2 separate regions of the Mus musculus genome follow, and region 2 is linked to region 1. Evidence: chromatin contacts called from public HiChIP or PLAC-seq data. All regions are on one chromosome and are shown on one strand. The core of a region is the stretch at or near the end of the contact, and the rest is flanking DNA. Distances in the headings are between cores, read along the strand shown.

Region 1 (3,140 bases), core at 390-2,889:
GGCAGGGCTTTTTCTTGTTTTCTTTGCTTTGCTTTGCTTTTCTTTCCTTTTTTTTTTTTTTTTTTTTTTTTTTTTTTTTGGTTTTTTTGAGACAGGGTTTCTCTGTGTAGCCCTGGCTGTCCTGGAACTCACTCTGTAGACCAGGCTGGCCTCGAACTCAGAAATCCGCCTACCACCAAGTGTGACCGTGATGGTCTCAGAGGGGCCTAGGGGCTTTGCGCTCTAATTTTGTAAGGCTCCCCTGCACTGAATGATGGGCAGAAGATAAAGGGCCTTGTACCCAGTCCTAGGAGACAGAGGCCAAAGGAGCTGCATTTTCAAAACAAAAGTTCTGGGTTGTGCTAATCGCTAAGCATGTCCCCCTACCTGCCATTTCCTTGTTTGGTGTGGGCAGAGACACAAGGGTCCTGACAGCAGATCAGGACAGGAAGGCAACACCGCTGTACAGGCCGTGCACGGCGCCTTCTCACCCGGCCGGCCACTCCTCACTGGCTGCCCGGCACCATTTTGAGAGGTAATGGTCAGGGACTATGCGTACTCCCTGACCCCGAGAATACACTAACTCACCCTTGGAGATCATTTTCAGCCAAACCAAAGGTAGACTTTGATTTCTCCCTCTGGATGCTGCCAACAAACTGCTTCTGTCTTAGTTTTCAGAGAAGAGGAGCAGCTGTGCACTTAGATCCTGCACCGCCTGCTCTGAACCCAGGCCGCACCCCGCCCAGACAACAGCGACAGCCTCCAGTGCGGCTGGCCACCCCGTGCTGGGCAATTGTCCTCCTGCAGGTGCAGCCAGCCACAGGGCTCCGCATGGGCCACGGGGGCGCGCCCGCCTGTTCCGCCTCTGGATACCGGTGGCTTGGCCAGCACCCCCTGCCCACCATGAGAGGGCCGGCACCTGCAGGGGCCGGCTGGGTGCCTAGCATCTGGCTAGGGAGGCTCCACAGGGGCTCCCGGGGCCTCTGGACTTTGGCAGAAGGAGGGGATTAAAGCGAGCTGGCAGTTGAGGGAGGAGATGGGTGAAAGCTTCATTAACTCCATGCTCGCGGCCCAATTTCATTCTCCTGAGAAGCAATGTGAAAAACAGGTTGATTTCCCGGCGATGCAAGAGGTGCTGTGGGTTTGTATTTGCTGTCTTTAATTCTAATTCCTTATTGGTAAACAAATAAGTGAATCATTGTTTGTTGATGATCATGGACGACCCAATTTTTAATTAAAGAGAAAAAAATCTTGGCTAATAGAGAGGCCAAAGAAATATTACCGCTCGTTTTAATTTCTATGAAGTAATTAAGCTTCTCTTGTGACTTAATTGAAACTGGCAAGACTTAAGAACTCACTCAAAGAGGTGACAATCAAAAGGTGCTGGATGACCCCCCCCCCCAGCGGGTTTTCCGATCAACCCTCAAATGTGCCCTGGAAAACTGTACCCGTGAGTCCTTGAAAATATTTCCAGTGGGCATGCTTTATGCCCAGGCCTTCATTCTTGATTTTTGCCCCTCTACAAAGTTACACTTTAGAGTTTCACTTGTAAGCCCTACTTAGAAATTCCCCTCCAAATGCTTTGTCTGCTCGATCTCCTGAGCTGCCCTCATATTTCAGTTTCCAGACACTCTTGAACTTTGCAGACAGCGCCAGTTTGAGCCTGCACAGAACAATCAGCCAGCGTATCAGTTCCCCTCAGAGACAGTGAGATTTCTCTAGCACAATCTGCCCAACCTGAACTCCTTCCTTCAGAAACATTTTGCGTTTAGAAAGAAACTCGCAGCTGAGCCTCCTAAGAAGCGACATGTAACAGACAGTGCGTGTGGTGCGGGGCGGGCAGCTCGGAATGAAAAGAGAATTTTGTACTTGGTTTCTTCAGCGCCATGCTCATAATGTACACGTGGCCGAAACTGACATCAGACAGGGAAAGTAAGACGCTGGGGGGAGGGGCATGTGAGGGCGGTGGAAAGACAGAAAATATGTTGATAAAAACAGGAACTTCTGTTAATCTACATTTTCCAGTCACTGTCTTAATTAAGAATGTTAGGAAATATGTTACAGTTTAATTGCATTGTTTCAAGAAACTCAGAGGCTGACAAATTCCAGGCTGTGTACACTTGGAAAGAAAATGGGATCCGATTGACAGTTTCTTCTAATTGGCGAATAACAATCAGAATTAGGCTTTTCACAGATACAGGCCCCCAATGAATCCCAAATTCACAAGACAGAGTAAGAATATCCTAACCTTCAATGTGTTAGCAAAAAATGGGCTTGGGGAGGAAAAAAAAGAGAGAAGCTGGCGTGCTCAAGTGTGTAAGAGCACAATTTACAACACAAACACCAATAGTTATTTAAGATGTCCTTGTTAAGAATCTCCACAGGATTTCTAGATGACCCCATTTAACAAGAACAAAGCCAGAAACCATGCCAGTCTGCAGACACATGCCATCTCTAACCGCCTTTCTGCTACTCCAACCTAGTTACACAGGACCTGGCTTCCACCTTCTTTCTGCAGGAGGCTGTGTGTTGCTACAACAGACAAAGAAGAACGCACTGTGGCTGTTCCATGTTCTGAGGGAAGCTGTGCTAGACACACACCTCACATGGCTCTGGTTTTTCATGTTTTTATTATTTTAATGTGCATGTGTACATATGAGTATGATATGTGTGTGCACCTGTGTCTGTGTGTGTGTCTGTCTGTCTGCATGCATGCATGCATGCATGCGTGTGTAATATATGTGAAAATTCAGAAAACAACTTTATGGAGTTGGTTCTCTCCTTCTACCTTGATGGGTATCGAACTCAGAGCACCAGGCTTGCACGGTGAATAGCTTTATGTGCTGATCCAAGTGGTCAGCTCACTATGTCAATTCTACCCTTTCCTTGGTTCTGTGTGTGGGGAGGGCGTCCAGCTGGGGTCAGACATGATAGGCAAGGCATCAATATTCGGTATGCTCTGTTCCCACAGGGCTCAGAAAGGCCAGGAGCTGACTCACCAGTCACTCTCAGAGCTCTCAAAGGTTAATGAAGATTTGCTGAATGCTTCTCTCAGGTCAACCCACTGCTTCCTTGGTTGTTCTCAGCCATTCGACCTTCTATAAGCCAACTTTTGTCACATCTGAGCCTCAGAGTTAGCTATGAACTAACTTTTCCAGCCA
Region 2 (3,140 bases), core at 237-2,736, 490 kb before region 1:
TCATCGGCACCACCGGTTCTTACAACCTGCAAGTATTCCCTGAACTTGATACTTATCTTCTTTATCAGCCACATTCCATAGCCACCAACTGTGTGCATGCATACGCACGACCTTCAAAAACCCCAAATCAGGAAGTAAGTACCAGTCTACATTTATTTTCAGGTCAACAAAAAGAGTCTCCTTCAAAAAAACGAAACAAAACACATACATGCAAAACAAAACAAAAACCAAAAGAAACAAACAAAAAAACTTTCAAAAATAACAAACTCTGTTGCAATGTGTGCATCTCTGCTAGGAAGTGGATGCTGCTGGCTTGTCACGGCTAGGGCCAGCGCTTGAGTGATGTATGTGGGGAGATGATAGATTTGAGCTGATCCATCTCCTCTCCCAGGTTGCCTGGTCCCCTCTGTGACCAATGGCAAGTATTTGTGAGACAGCTGGCTGGATGAGGGGTGAGGGAGGCTGTGTTTCTAACTCACCGGCCTCTGCACAGATCAAAGGCTCATTAGCATTTCACTCTCACCAAATCAACTTATTGGCTCAGATGATCTGTATTGCTTTAAACCTTTCGACAGCTGTAGAATTTGTCAACTAGGCAGGGTTAGGATCTGGTTTTTGACACTTCAGTACACAACCCCTGCACTACAAGTACCATTTCCGTGGTAATTCTAGGGTTTTGTGTTTGGTTTTGTTTGTTTGGAAGGATAACTTTTTTTTAAAAAAAATTATTCCCCAAAGGAATAAAACGCTAAGTTTGGGTTATAAATGTGATGTCTAGTCAGAAGAAAATTGAGGGGAAAAAAATCTTCACCTCACATATCAATCAAATTACTCAAAAGGTGAACTCAGACTCTCTGGTAAGAAGCACAAGGCTGGGGAATTACAGACAATGTTGCTTGTGCTTCTCGGGCTGTACAGTGTCACTGCTTCTGGGCTCATCAAGCATCATTAAAGTGGACAATATGGAAGCTATTGCCTTCTAATTCCCACTTCATTACTTTCCTCTCCTTTACTTGTGTATTTCTGTATCGATTGATTTATGTTGGATACAGGGTCTGATTATGGTGCCCAAGCTGGTTTCGAACTCCTGTGTTCAAGCGACCCTCCTGCCTCAGCTCCCAGACAGCTGGGATAGATAGATCTGTGTCACCAGTCTGCTGGGAATTCAGTCCTGTCACCTGACTGCTATGGAAACACAATCTCCTTCCTGTGCCTCCCAGATAGAGAACGAATTACCAGAACCAGAGATGCGTCCCTTGGATAAACTCTGGCATGATTTTTTTTTTTTAAACTCAGAGACTCTTTTAAAAATGCAAATGGTCTGGTTAGAAGGCCACGAGACTCACTTTTCCTAGAACGGACACTGAGGCAGAAGTGGGAACTTTCTGTTTTGTCTCTATTTGACAGAGGCTCTCCAGTTCTCTGTGTCGGGTGCCCAGTCTTTTGAAACAGGAAGCACATGGGCTGCTTTGCCTTTCTTTCTCCTTTTAAGAACCAACTGGTTCCCTTTTTTGGGGTGGCGTGGAAGGGAAGGAAAGCAGCAGCCTGCTTTCCACATGGGGTCCAGACGTGTATTTTGTGCATCCCACTTTCCAGCAAGGCCACAGCGTAATACTGACCGTGAAGCTGACATTCCAGGAAGGACTGAGAAGGCTGTGCCCTCCTCACTGTCAGGGACCCTTGTCTACCAGTCTGGTTCACTGAGAGTCTATCCTGAGACAGCCAGATGCTTAAGCTGGTGGCATCAAATAAAATAATGGAAACGGCCATTTCCCAAAATGAAATCATGAAAACTACATAAACATCTCTCTCTCTCTCTCTCTCTCTCTCTCTCTCTCTCTCTCTCTCTCTCTCTCTCGGCTTAAAATTTAAAAAAATGTTAAAAAAAAAAAAAACAAAAACCTCGCCTTGCACGGCGAGCAAGCAAGAAACAGCTGTTGAGAGGATGGCATAATGGATAACGGCTCTGGCGAGCAGCTCGGAGAGGATGGCTCTGTGGTCCTAGGCAGGGGTGAGGATGCTCCTGGCAGGGAGAAGAGAGGACGAGAGGATAATCAATCAAGTCAGGAATGCCAACCATTGCGTTTCCAGTGAGGACTTGCTTCTCAGTAGGCTGCATTTTCCCACTCATAATTCTCTTCAGTGGAACACACACACACACACACAAGTGAGAGAGGGAGGGAGAGAGAGAGAGAGAGAGAGAGAGAGAGAGAGAGAGAGAGAGAGAGAGAGAGGGAGGGAGAGAGAGAGAACACACTTTAAGGAAGGACCTTTTTGCTATTCTTTGCTAAGCATGTCGTCATTCATGCAAAGGCCCAGTCTCACTACCTTAGGATGCAGGACCTACATTAATGTAAATTAAAAATGACTTGAACCTATGGTCCCACCTGCAGAGATAGCAGAGGTAGGAGGATTGCTTGAGCCCAAGAGTCAGAAACCTGGACAACATATCAAGAATCCATCTTCTCTGAGAAAAATAAAAGGGCCGGGTGATCAGTGTGGTGGTACAGCAGACTCTGGAGTAGGGCTCCAATCCTCAGTACTATGCCCCACCCAGAGGAGATGAAGGAGACACGTGAGTCAAAGATTTCAGTGTTCCCTGAGCCTGTGTGTTAGAGTATCCATCCTGAGATCTCTTTTATAATACCCCTTGCGCAGCATTTTTATATGGACTAACTAATATGTCTACTATTTAATGTCTGTTCACTTTTTTAATAGTTTAAAACCTTTCCCTGGCGTATCTATCAAGAGTCTGGCCGTACTTATTTATACAAGGTTAAATTGTTCACAGATTAATCTGCCAGTACACGACTTAAACGATGTTAACGAAATGTGTCACCGAGCCTAGTTAGCAGCATGCCTTCACATCCAGATTGAGCATATTGTTAGCACTGGGTAGTTTTTTTTTTTTAATCCTATGCATTTTACTAAAAATAGTCTACCAAAAGAAAATCTGCTGTAATTTAATTGTGCTTAAAAAAAAAAATCCATCATCTGCCAGGAATTAGTTACATTAACATTAGAATTTGAAACTATGTAGTCAGCAAAAGGAAACTCCCCAGAAAAGAAATGTCACCTGTGTTGAAGAAGTAGCTGGATGGAAGAGGGTGTGCTTGAACCCCAGTAGAACCCAGGGGTCT

What was found. HiChIP or PLAC-seq counts read pairs in DNA pulled down with a chosen protein or histone mark.
Region 2: an H3K4me3 HiChIP or PLAC-seq map of bone marrow-derived macrophages shows a contact between it and region 1, with 4 times the contacts expected there. The contact joins two enhancer-like sites. A contact is called at or near these places in 1 of 484 Hi-C or Micro-C datasets (granulocyte-monocyte progenitors), 3 of 115 datasets of contacts at active chromatin or transcription factors (astrocytes, bone marrow-derived macrophages and embryonic stem cells) and 1 of 9 other capture datasets (embryonic stem cells).

What each region holds. Positions count from the first base shown.
Region 1 is chr1:176,995,645-176,998,784 of GRCm38.p6, reverse strand. The region is part of intron 16 of Sdccag8 (serologically defined colon cancer antigen 8); the gene reads right to left. Among named protein-coding and RNA genes, the nearest start is that of Gm15423, 56 kb to the right of the region's middle. Within about 2 kb of position 1,639, at least 115 of the 459 cell types and tissues checked have an H3K27ac peak or open chromatin away from gene starts, as enhancers often do. A contact at or near this core is called in bone marrow-derived macrophages and granulocyte-monocyte progenitors, where this site is marked.
Region 2 is chr1:177,488,302-177,491,441 of GRCm38.p6, reverse strand. No RefSeq gene overlaps it. Among named protein-coding and RNA genes, the nearest start is that of Gm29856, 34 kb to the right of the region's middle. Within about 2 kb of position 1,486, at least 71 of the 459 cell types and tissues checked have an H3K27ac peak or open chromatin away from gene starts, as enhancers often do. A contact at or near this core is called in bone marrow-derived macrophages and granulocyte-monocyte progenitors, where this site is marked.